Regions from separate parts of the Mus musculus genome. Here region 1 is linked to region 2. A link is a contact called in public HiChIP or PLAC-seq data. All regions are on one chromosome and are shown on one strand. The core of a region is the stretch at or near the end of the contact, and the rest is flanking DNA. Distances in the headings are between cores, read along the strand shown.

Region 1 (6,263 bases), core at 2,104-4,603, 650 kb before region 2:
CAGCATTTGATTCCCAGGCTTTGAGGAGTTCTGAAATTTTGCGTGGTATTTCCATTACTAGATTTTGGTAAGGAGTCTCCTTCCCCTGTCCCTCTCCTGTGGGCCAGGCCTCTAGCCTGTGACCTGGACAAATCAACAGACTGCCACAGCTGCAGTCACAGGGGCACAATTAAGCATCTTTTAAAAAGCACAAAATATCTGCATCCATAGAACAAAAATTTTCTTCCAATTTGTGACCAAAACCGTCCGCTGCTGGGGTTGGGATGTCATGACCCAGCACAGGATAGAGCAGGACTGTGGGCTCCTGGCAAACAGAAAACACAAAGCCCCAGCAGTCCTCGCAGAGCCTGCGCCTGGGGGACACAGGGCTTCTCCTGGGATGATCCGCGTGTTTTTTGGCCGAGGTGCCGCTATTTACTACTTGTTGAATGTTAACATCCCTTTAACACACTGACATTTTGAGTTCACTTTACCAACATTACTTCTTTTCAAAACTTCAACTGCTTTTGAAAAGTAAAAGACTTTGAAAACCTCCAGGAGAAGGGAGAGGTCACCTCGCTTTTTCTCTCAGTGGGTCACCAGTGGGTACGGGCTAGCGGGTGACAGCAGTGGTTCTCAACAAGGATCTTGATGGGTCTCAAACATGGGCCAGAGCATCCATCATTGGCCACTGAGATCAGTGGCAAAGAAATGTGGTCCTGCCAGCAGGATCAGCACATGTGGCAGGGAGAAGTCGGGAGACAGGGGAAAGGCAGGAGTCACCAGTGTGGCCCATCAGTCCGTGTACTCAGCCACTATTGAGAGGAGGACGGTGATGTCATCTGGCTTTCCACCTAAAACACAGATGACACTTATCAGTGTGCTTGAAGGAAAAGTCAATCAGAGATGTGGCTCACGTAAGCACTGAAGACAAGAGCTCTGTGGGTTTGCTCTGCTGATGCTCCAGACTGGAGAGTCAAAGCTGCAAGCTCCAGTGTGGGGAGGATCAGGAATTCAACGTCACGCTCAGCTACAGAGAGTTTAAACTGAGCCAGTGTTACCCGATGCCATCTCCCAAAGCTAAAGTAAACAAGGCCCAGTTATACAGCACCAAGGCCAGGCCACGGCGGTGCAACCTACAAGCTCTGTACTTGATGGGCCGAGGCAGGAGGGTCAGCACATACTTGAGTTGTCTACAACCTTGTGATTTAACTGAAGCTTAAACCCACCCTGCCGCTTTCCTACTCGGTGGCTGTGGTCGGCCCACAGCATCACATGAGTAAGTGCAGGACGGCTACAGCCCAGCACTCACATACCGCACTGGCCTAATTTGGACAAACATGTCCAGTGTTTGGAAACTCAGAATAGCCTGTATTCTAATCTGCCAAGAAGCTATGGCATGTGCTTTCCTCTGTTTTAACATTTCCTCAGCCCAGATGTGCTCAGCATGTCATAATATTACCCTAGCAAACGCTGGGCAGCCCTAGACAGTTCTGATGCCAATGTCATCCAGCCAGGACGGGCCTGATCCCCCAGTCACACCAGGAAGTAGACCAATGGCAGGGTCGTACAACTTCCCTCTGCAGACTGCTGCAGCAGTTTGGACTCAGCCACTCAGGAGGCAGAACTTAGCTGCTGGGGATGTGGCCCTGGGTAAGCAGGGCACTGTGGAGTAAAGGGCTTCAGGTTCCATGCTCTCTCAGGCAGTCAAGGTCGGTTCTGAAGGGCGGCTCAGGAAAAATGAGCCGCCACCCTCCGACCTTGCTAAGAGGACACACACCTACACATTTTCACCCAGAACTCAGAACCTTCCAGAGAATGCTTACCTCTCACATTTAATCCATTGTCACATGCAAACTGTGCAAAAGGTGACATATAATTTGGGTCATAGGCCAGCTCATGCGCTTGCTCAGCAATGCTTCTTGCAGTCCGCTGTATACTCTCATAATTTGAATTCTAAAATGAAGGATGGAGTTATTTTTACCACGGTGCCTCATGTGAGCTCTGCATAAGAACACTTGATGCAGGCAGCACTGTAGGCAGCTGCCACGCACACTCCAGTAAAAGTCTGCTTGACAGGCTGAGAAGCCTGGAAGCACTTGAGGAAAAGAGTTTCACGGAAACTCACCTCCTGGAGCTTTGGCGTTCTCATTAACCCATATACATACCCTATTCCCACGTTAGTCTGGTGTATGGATCCCTGCGCTCTCTTTTAGCATTATATTATTTTAAGTGCCTTTTAAGATTGAATTCTGACGTAACCAGAGCCTTCGCCAGTGTTCCAAGGTCCCAGAAGCAACTGAGCTTGGAATCCGGCAGGAATGCAGTAAGGAAGTTACCTATTCAGTAACTAAGCATTACAAAAAACGGAGCCAGCAGCTCAGAGCTGGTCTGCAAAGTATTTACTAAGGACAATAACAAATCTCACCCAAACAAGGGAATACCATAATAGAGCTAGGGAATCCCACTGAGACTTAGATCTTCCCTACAGCCAGGTATAGCAAGCTTCATATTAGAAGCAAGTTGGTAAATTCTTCTAAAGACCCAGGAAATAGGGGGATTGTGGTATTGCAGTATTCATGAGAAGGCCTGCTAGTGCAGAACCCCTGGTGGTGGGCTTAACAATAGACTAGCTTTACACCTGGCTCCCTTCATAGTGGCAGCAGCCTGGTCCCCGCCTTCTTTTGATGTATACATTCCTTTTGTATTTCATCACTGTAACTTGGTGGATCGTATTTTGCCTGGTTTCTTGTTATTCTTCGGTATAAAAAGTTTGATGCTCAACATGACAAAATACATTCAGATTCTACACAATCTCACGTGTTGGTCTGTCTGTCACCCGCCAACTCCTTGCCCATCTGCACCCAGAGACCCGCTCCACGCAGACAAAGGGACCCAGATGGTCTGCGGCAGGCAGCACACTCACCTGAACACTCCCCCAGCACTTAGGTTTATCCAGTGAGAAAAGACATGGAGACAGCACTACGGGGACCAAGCCCGTCAGATCAAGGCCCTGCCTGAACCTTTGGTTGAAATGGCTCCACATTTTTAATTAAGATTTTCATTTTTGGTCTTCCATTTGAAATTTTTGAGGTATTCTTGCTAAAATGGGATGGTCTGAAAAGGTGGGTTTGGGCCACATTTTCATGGTGCCTCAGAAGTCCCCATGTTTGGGAAAACACCTAGCTAGCCATATTAGCTTTTTTCAAGTAAGAGGTGCTCTGGTGCTGGCTATGCTGAGACTGGCCTGCAGGCTTTGTATGCCATAGCAGACTCTTGCTTTGCTGTGCGTTCTCTGACCATGCCCTGTCCTAGCTACTTCCACTTCCTCATCTATAAAATGGGCGCTGGAGGACAAGCCTCTGCTCAGCCCTGCCATCAAAGGTTCTACATCTTTCAACCAGCAGAGGGCTAGGACAGCTGGAGGCATGGCTCCAGAGATCAACAGTACTGGTGTCCTTGCAGAGGACCCAGGTTTGGTTCCTAGCATCCACAAGACTGTTCACGTCAGTTCCAGGGGATCCAACACTCTCTTCTTGCCTCCATAGGCAACACTCATACACATAATATTTTTAAAAAGCAAAGTTCATAAAGAAAATGAAAAGCCAACAGGTCTGTGCGTCTAGGCCGCCTCCTCACAGGGGCCTTCCCTAGCCAATCTAAGATAGGAGTCCCCTTTATTTCTAACCCTGCTCACTTGCCAGCAGCCTATATTGTGTATCTATCTCCTCCCCAGCCGTTCTCCTCTGCACTGGAAGCCCCGGAGGGTGGGCCGAGTGCTTCCTGCTGACGGCTGTCAGCACACAGTGCCCCAGTACAAGCGACCACCACAGGGCAGGCACGGTGCTAGGACTTCCTCCCCATGGTGTTGGTTACTCTTCCCTGCCACCCTGAAGGGGAAGACTTTTTCTTCTTCCCAGTTCACAGGCAAGGAGGCACTGCTTGGACAGTAGAAGAAACACCCCAAGCCAGAATGGCAAGGTGCCAGAGAAGAAGGCCAGGTCTGCCAGCCAGAACTTTCTCTGGGCTAAGAGAATCTGGAAAGCCCAGCTTCTGGTCCTGCCACCTTTTGTGGTAGAGGCCAAACTCTCCCTCAGTGATAGCTCTAGTCAACACCCACACTCCTTGCTGCCTGGTCTCACTTCTGACCTCCCAGCCTCAGCAACCGCAGGGTGTGTGGTGACAGGAAAAGGAGAGAGGCATAAGCAGGTGCATAAGATACGAGGAAACAAAGCAACTTCCGACTCCCCTGGACCACCCTATGAGGAAGGCTGAGCCAAGGGCTCCCCCAGTTCTCCTCTAATGTTCCCAATTGTAATCGCCTGGGATAGTATACCCATCATTTTGTGAAGTTCAAAAAACAGTCTTTTCCAAACCAACATAGGGACAGGGCACTGGGCAGAGCGGCAGCTCCCAGGGCCTCCAGGCTCCTTACCTTCAGTTTTTTCAGCTCCTGGAGGATCATGTAATCAGGCATGTTGTCAAAGAGCCCATCTGTTGCTGTCAGGATGATATCTCCTAACTGGACATCGAAAGATGTGCTATCAGCAGCGTCTGGGCTGTGGCAAGGACAGAGGAGGAACAGCAAGGTGAAGGAAGCCCTGCAGGTATGTGCCAAAGGCCCTGCTACCTGCATTTTACAATGTCAGGAGGCTTTAAATATGGCCTCAACTAAGGAAGCTGGGCTAGCGAGCGAGTCAGCAGACAAGGGGAAGACCAGCAAGCCTGCTCACTTGAGTTCTCCCATCCTAAGCACCCACAAGTGAGAGAACTGACTGCCACCAGTGTCCTGTGACCTCCATGCTCCAGCTGGGGCATTAACCCCGCCTCACAACATGAAGTCATACCAAAATGTCAATCCTGAGAAAACTAGCTGACAGCATCATCTGTATGTTTCAAAGGCTCAACAAAAGCCATTGAGTAAAGCTGAGTCCAGGCCAAGAGACCAGTCACGCATGGCACATGGATCAAGAGGAAGGCTCTCTCCTGAGGCAGGTCTAACCTCCACTATGTGCAAGGGAGTGTTCCTGTCCAGTCTGCAGTCTCTGATCCCAGCCTCTCCCACCCACACCACTACGCCCCTTCTGGCTCTCAGGAGGCTAGCCGCCCGCAGAGAACATGAGCGCCCAGAGAGGCTCTAGCACAGTTAAGGGCTGTGTATCTCCCACCCTGACATGGAACGCTTCAAGAAACTAGCTAATTGGCATACTGCAAACAGAATAACCCTCTGAATTGAGAGAAAATCTGTAATATGTTAAATAGAAAAGGCAGGAATATGTGGTGGATACAACTACTTCTGTAAAGAGGGGCAGACACACTTGAAGATTTCTAAGCTCAGAGCATCCATCAATCTGGAGAGAAGCTAGCCCAAGAGCCTCCTGGAGAACATGGGGTTACACCAGCGGCAGGAGGACGGTTGCTTGCCTTTTTTTTTTTTTAATTTATTTATTATTAAATGTAAGTACACTGTTCCTGTCTTCAGCCATACCAGAAGAGGGCATCGGATCCCATTACAGATGGTTGTGAGCCACCATGTGGTTGCTGGGAATTGAACTCAGAACCTTCGGAAGAGCAGTCAGTGCTCTTACCCTCTGAGCCATCTCGCCAGCCCCTGCCTTTTGTTTTTTTGGTATAGCTTTTCTGTTTTAGAGAGAAGGTCTCAACTTGTAGCTCAGGCTGAACTTGAACTCATAATTCTCCTGCCTCGGCCTCCTAGATGCTGGGATGACAGGTGTGTGCCACTATGCCCAAGCTGGGTTCAACTTTTAAAGGATGAGATGGCAGGTATTTTTTTCTTACAAAGCCTAAAGGAAACAGATCTAACTTGGGGGACACAAAGGCAGGAGTTCACAGCCCTGTGAGGCTGGCTCTCCTGAAGGCCACCTTCACTGTTTCCCAGCCTGAAAAGGCAGACAGAGGAGAGACCTAATCGTCCACCTGGCCCTGTGGTTAGGAATAACAGAAGCAAGACCTTAGACACCGACCAAGAGGCCAGAGCCAAAGCACCCCAGGCTTACCAGAAACCCCACACTTGTATACTAAGTGCTGAGACAGAAAACACATGGAAGAAAACACAAAGTAAGCCTGGTACACGCCTGAGGATCTACAGTGCCCCGAGCAAACGCCTGGCTCAGCTTTGCATGGCCATCGAGGGAAGGAGGCAGCTCACATCTAAAGATAAGAGTGACAACTAAGAACACGAAGCAGGAAGAGAAAACCACCATCGTACTGGTGGGCACTGGGCTAGTTCCTTCTGCAAAACTCCAGTCGGTATGCAAGGCTCT
Region 2 (6,661 bases), core at 4,111-6,610:
TTTCAGGACAAGATTTCTCTGCGGAACCCTGGCTGCCTTGGGCTCTACTTATTCTGTACACAAAGCTGGCCTCAAACTCAAACATGCGCGCGCATGTGCACACACACATGTATGCAGGTGCCTACAGAGGCCATAAAAGGGTTTTTAAAAGGTCTTGGTATTTGAAGTCCACTTTTGGATGGCAGAGATAGAACAGTGGTTAAGAACCCTTACTGCCTTTGCAGAAAGAGGAACCAGGTTCCATTCCCAGCACCCACACAGCAGCTCACAGATACCCACTAACTCCAGTTCCAGGGAATGTGATGCCCTCTGGCATCCTGGGGCACCTGCATGCATGTGCTGCACATAAACTCATACACACACACATACACAGATACACAAATAAGAAAAATTATACAAATGGCAATTTCCACAAGACCTGAGAGAAGGGGAGAAGAGACACTGAGGTCTCTTCACTTCTGAGATCCCAGCTTTGCAGAGCCAAGGACTAGCAGTGTTTGTTGATGGGTATTTCGGATTCCAAGAAGAGGTCATAAAGGGCCCACGAGGTGGGGGTGGGGGCAGCCCCTGCACTCACGTGGTGTCATCCCACCGCTGCAGACACTGACTATGGAAGCTGTGGTTGCAGAGGGTGGTGAGGATGCCATTCACAGACTCGTCCATCCGCTCCAGACACACAGTGCACTTGGGCAGCTCCGTCAGGTCCATCACGGGGAGGCTGGCGCCCTACAGGAAACATCTGGTTAAGGCCCACACGTCACCCTCTGCCATCTTCTTCAAACAAGACACATGTTGGCTTTTCTTGTTCACTTTTGGAGACAGAGTTCCCCTGTAGGCCAGGCTCACCTGGAACTCTTAGCAAACCTGAATCAGCTTTGCAAGGACTCAGAGAGCAAGCTGCATCTGCTGCCTTTCTTTACTTTATAAAGAGATTTAACGAATTTTTCATTTTTAAAATTTTTTTAAAGATTTATTTTATGTATGTGAGTACACTGTCACTGTCTTCAGACACACCAGAAGAGGTATCAGACTCCATTACAGATGGTTGTGAGTCACCTTGTGGTGATTTAAACTCAGGACCTCTAGAAGAGCAGTCAGGGGGCCATTTCTCCACCTCCAATTTTTTTATTTTTTATTTTTTTTTTATTTTTTTGGGGGGTGGGGGTTCGAGGCAGGGTTTTTCTGTGTAGCCCTGGCTGTCCTGGAACTCATTCTGTAGACCAGGCTGGCCTCGAACTCAGAAATCCACCTGCCTCCGCCTCTGCCTCCCAAGTGTTGGGATTAAAGGTGTGTGCCACCACACCCAGCTTTAAATTTTTCTATATATTGGTGTTTTGCCAGCATGAATGTCTGGGTACTAAACATATGTATAGTGCTCATGAGGGCCAGAAGAGGGCAACAGATCCTCTGGAATTGAAGTTAACAAGATGGTGGTGAGCTGTCTTGTGGGTGTTGGGAACTGAACTCAAATCTTCCATAAGAGCAACCAGAGCTCTTAACTGTTATCTATCTCTCCAGCTCCCAATCCCCACCTGCCCTCATTCCCCCTTTTAAATCTTGCTTTTTTGTTTCTCTTGGATGTGCAGCTTAACTCAGGTATGCCTCAACTTGTGCAGTAGTTGAAGGCCTTGATGTTCTAAAATTCTTCCCACTACCTTTTTAATTTTAAAATCTGTATTTGTATATGTCTGTGTCTGAGTGTGTGTGTCTAAATGTGTGTGTGTGTGTGTGTGTGTGTGTGTGTGTGTGTGTGCACACGTGCATAGTCCAGATGCATGCATGAGCCAGTAAGTATCAGAAGATGACACTGGATCCTCTGGAACTTGAGTCACAGGGCAATGTGAGCTGCCATATAGGGAGCTGAAAACCTGAACCTGTGTCCCCCACAAGAGCAGGAAGCAGCTTAAGTGCTAAGCCATCTCTTCAGCCTCTGGACTCTACCTCCTGAATGCTCAAATTCCAGGCCTACATCACTACGGCCAGCTTCTGGGTCTAGTTTAGGGTCTATTTTAAATTTTTTTTAATTACATTTTTATGGGCTGGGGAGTGGTGGCACATGCCTTTAATCCCAGCACCCAGGAGGCAGAAGCAGGCTGATCTCTGTGAGTTCGAGACTAGCCTGGTCTACAGAGGGAGTTCCGGGACAGCCAGGGATACACAGAGAAACCCTGTCTTGAAAAAAAAAAAAAACAAAATAGTTAATTAAAAAATAAGTTACATTATATTTAGAATATATGTGTGCACGTGTGTGTGTGTGTACATGTATTACACACATGTGGAAGCCCAAGAACAACGTTCACAAGTTAGTTCTCTCCTTTACCCACATGGGTTCCCTGCACTGAACTCAGTTCACAGGCTCTGTGGCAGGAAATACCTTTATCTGCTGAGTGTGAAACCCTGACAGTTCTGGAACTCTATTTGTAGAGGAGATATTGGACTCAAACTCAGAGATCTGCCTTCCTCTGCCTCAAATACTAGGATTAAAATCGTGAGAAAGCCTGGCTATTAAGATCTCCTTGAAAAGGAAGAGAATCTTACAGCATCATGGAGGCTCTCTGGCCTCCAGAGCCAAGTCTGCTATTTACTATAAATGGCCTAGTGAGCCAGTAGTACAGGCCAGGCTCCGAGGGAGCTGCCCTGCTGCAGATGAGAGCCAGAACATGTAGTCAGCAAGACTGAACCTTAGCACTCAGGAGACAGAGACAGGAGGATCTCTATGAGTTCGAGGCCATCCTACTCTACATAGTGAGTTCTAGGACAGCCTGCCTTAAACAAACAAAACAAAAAACTAAGCATGGTAGCACAGGCCTTTAATACTAGTACCAGGGAGGCAGAGGCAGATGAATTTCTGTGAGTTCAAGGTTAGCATGGTCTACACAGCAAGATTCAGGACAGCCAGGGCTACACAGAGAAACCCTAAAACAAAAAGCTAGGATGGAGATTGGGGTTAATAGTTTGAACAAATATGCTTCTTTCTGCTCCAAACTGTACTCCATCGTTCTGGGATAGTTTTAACAGGGCAGAAATCTTTTCTTTGATTTGGGGACAGGACCTTATTATATAGCCTAGGTTGGCCTCCAACTCAATAGTCTCTTACCTCTGCTTCCTGAGTGCTAGGGTCACATGCATGTGCTACCAAACCTGTTTTCTACATCTTAAAGATGAGAGATATAATGGGCAGGAAAGATGTCTGAGTGGTTAAGAGCATTGACTGCTCTTTCAGAGGACCTGATTCAATTTCCAGCAACCACATGATGGCTCACAACCATCTGTAATGAGATCTGACACCTTCTTCTGGTGTGTCTGAAGATAGCTACAATGTACTCATATACATAAAATAAATAATAAATAAATCTTTAAAAACTGAGATATAACATTTTTTCGTATGTTTGTTTTTTAAGAAGGACCTTGCAGTGTTAGCTTTGACCTTGCCAAACCACCTGTGAATTCATGCCCCTCCCTATTCAGTGCTAAGACTCTCCATTTTAAACTGGGTGGATTTTAGTATGTCCACGCTAACTACTCCATTCATCCTACATCCCGCACCACCATCCGTCAACAATCCATTAGCCCAGAAGAACCTCTACATCTGTTTGCTGGCCCCTCCCACTCCCCTTTTCTCCCAGACCCCAGAGCCCATCTTGTTTCTACTCTCAGTCTTTACAGGAAGGCCTATTCCTGATGTTTGGCAAGCATCTTAACATTCAATTCTGTACGGATCAACATTTCATCAGATGTAAGAAGACTTCACACTTACATCTTCAGATTTCAGCACTTCAGCCCTTTCCACATAGACCAGCTGGCAGACGTCATCTTCGATTGAGTTGAACTGGCGGCCATTGCACGCCATGTAGAAACTGTCTGCATCAGCCTGTGCATACCATAGGGAGAGGGGAAAATAAAGGCTGGTCATGGAAGATGCACTCTCCATTCCCACATCCCCACACATTTGCAATAGAAGCAGCAAGCTCTGGAGCCATCAAGTCAACAGAGCTCTGCAGCTCGGTGTCCAGGCTGTTGAGAGGTTTGCCTTACAAGGCAGAAGGTAGTGCCATGTGCTGAGCAGAGAACATTCAACCTGCCATCTGTCTACAAGTTTCTGGACAGTTCTTTCCCCAGTAGTCATTATTTTTGAGGCACTTGGAAGAAGACACATACTTCTTAAAATTCTGGAACTAAATTGTAACTGTCACACAAAAATTGGAAAAAATGGAGTAGGGGACGAAGACTAGGGGTGAAGAGATGGTTAAGAGCATTGACTGCTCTTCCAGAGGTCCTGAGTTCAATTCCCAGCAACCACATGGTGGCTCAGAACCATCTGAAATGGGGTCTGATGCCCTCTTCTAGTGTGCCTGAAGACAACTACAGTGTACTCACATACATCTAATAAATAAATACATACAAGCATACATACATACACACATACATACATGATGCCCTTAAAGAACCATCATTCATTTGAGGAAAAAAAAAAAAAAGAAAGGAAAAAAAGTTGGGCACCCTTCTACAGGCCTTTAATCCCAGCACTTGGGAGGCAGAGGCAGGCAGATCTCTGAGTTCAAGATCATTCTGGTCTACAGAGTGAGTTCCAAGACATCCAGGATAACACAGAGAAATCCTGTCTCAAAAAAAAAACAAAAAAAAAAAAAACAAAAAAAAAACCAACAAAACCCAAACTTATCATCTTGTTAAAGAATAAGGAGCAGTACGGATGAAAAGCCAGCTCATCTTCAGTTGACTGAGGAAGCACTCCACACCAATCACCTGTCAGGATGCCTCGTGCAGATCAAGGTGTCCTAGCCTGGGGCTGTGAGAGAGCACTGCCTGCTCTCACAAAGATCCAGGGCTCAGTTCCGCATGTGGCAGTTCACAACCCAGACTAACCAGCCTTCAACACTGAGCTGCTCTTTCATGGTGGCATAAATTGTAATAGACGTGGAGAAGGTAACGCAAAACAACACCAGATCAGGCTTAGTGTAAAGCAACAAGACGACTCCAGTGCTAAACTCAGTTTGTCCCGGCAGGGGCGTCAGACCAAACACAGGAAGGCCGCCTGCTCCAGCACTACTCATGCTGACGAGCTGCTTAGGGGATGGGGACAGCTTCCTCAAAAACAAAACTGTTTTCTCTTCCATCAAGGCTGTTCCACCAAAGCATCCTTCCTGCCTCTCCTTCTCAGGCCCTCAATCTCAAAGCCACAGTACAACAGTTTCTTCTTCCATTCCAGTAATGTAAGCTCACAGATTTACATTAATTTTTATTTTATGTGTGAGGGTGTTTTGCCTGTATGTGTGTGTACCACATGCATGCAGTGCCTGAGGAGGCCAGAAGAGGGCGTCTGATCCCCATCAAGTGTGGTTACAGTTATGACTGCCAACTGGTTGGTCAGAGACTGAACTAAGATCCCCTCCAAGAGCAGCCAGCACTCTTGATTGCTGAGCCATCTCTCCAGACCTGCACTTTGGATTTTTGCTTATTTATGCTTTCTTCACATAAGCCTATTGGTTAAACTCAGCCCCGAGAAGGGCGGTCAATCCTGATGTAGTTTGACTGAAGGGGCAGTGAATTTTAAGTTCACATATGTAGAGCTGGCTGTGGGACAACGAAGAGGCCTCCCCACCCTCCAGTGTCCCCAGAGACATTCCTGGATGAGGAGGAAGATCTCACAGGCTGAGGTGCTTACTGAGGAAGGAGCCAGGCTGGGCTCAACTTCTACAGCACAAGGCACTGGCTAAGGCTGCTGAACAAACAGAGGCCTCCTTGGATCATGAGATGTGTTAAGCGCTCACCAAATAACAGGACTCATCACAGAAAGGACAGGTAGGAGACTAAACCTAACCTACACTGTGCACATTATATTTGTGAGGGAACTGTTCATCTGTATCAAAGACATATACTTTTGAGGCTGATTTTAGGTCAGCCTGGTCTACAGAGCGAATTCTAAAATAGCCAGGGACACACAGAGAAACTGTCTGGAAGAAGAAAGAAAAGAAAAGAAAAGAAAAGAAAAGAAAAGAAAAGAAAAGAAAAGAGGAGAAGAGAAGAGAGGAGAGGAGAGGAGAGGAGAGGAGAGGAGAGGAGAAGGGAAAGAAGGTGAGGGGAGGAGGAGGGAGGGGAAGAAGAAGGGAGGGGGAGGGAGGGAAGGGGAGGGGAGGGGAAGGGAAGGGAAGGGTTAGGTGGAGTCTGAGGGGCAGGGGCTGGAGACATGGTTCAGTGTAAAGAGCACTTGCTCTTTCAGAGGACCCAGGTTTGATTCCCAGCACCTGCATGGTGCTCACAACCATCCTTGACTTCAGTGGTCGGGGTCAGATGCACTCTTCTGAGCTCCAAGAACACCCACACATTACAGTATATGACATACCTGCAGGCAAAACACTCATACACAGAAAAGTAAACACTGCTTTAGGGCAGTTTTAATGACCTCAGGAGACCTTGTCCTTAAGAGACTAAATGCTAGAATTATAAACAACCAGAAATTTAAAGAATGCCAACTTCAGGTTTTGTTTAATTTGTTGTTCAACTCTGAGAGGATCATTATCAGAGCTTCCTCTGCCAGACAGCTACAGAGCTGAGTGTGTTTTTACTGTTTGTTTCTTTGTTTCAAGACTGGGTTTCTCTGTGTAGCCCTGGCTGTCCTCGAACTCAGAAATCCGCCTGCCTC

What was found. HiChIP or PLAC-seq counts read pairs in DNA pulled down with a chosen protein or histone mark.
Region 1: an H3K27ac HiChIP or PLAC-seq map of embryonic stem cells shows a contact between it and region 2, with 2.4 times the contacts expected there. The contact joins two enhancer-like sites. A contact is called at or near these places in 2 of 115 datasets of contacts at active chromatin or transcription factors (embryonic stem cells and pancreatic cancer cells).

The regions. Positions count from the first base shown.
Region 1 is chr5:122,315,386-122,321,648 of GRCm38.p6, reverse strand. It overlaps Pptc7 (PTC7 protein phosphatase homolog), which reads right to left. Exons shown (of 6, transcript NM_177242.4): 4 at 4,415-4,538; 5 at 1,806-1,935; 6 at 1-833. The coding sequence ends at 775. Among named protein-coding and RNA genes, the nearest start is that of Pptc7, 34 kb to the right of the region's middle. Within about 2 kb of position 3,353, at least 92 of the 459 cell types and tissues checked have an H3K27ac peak or open chromatin away from gene starts, as enhancers often do. A contact at or near this core is called in embryonic stem cells, where this site is marked.
Region 2 is chr5:121,669,295-121,675,955 of GRCm38.p6, reverse strand. Brap (BRCA1 associated protein) reads right to left here. Exons shown (of 12, transcript NM_028227.3): 5 at 3,758-3,871; 6 at 578-726. Among named protein-coding and RNA genes, the nearest start is that of Brap, 12 kb to the right of the region's middle. Within about 2 kb of position 5,360, at least 13 of the 459 cell types and tissues checked have an H3K27ac peak or open chromatin away from gene starts, as enhancers often do. A contact at or near this core is called in embryonic stem cells, where this site is marked.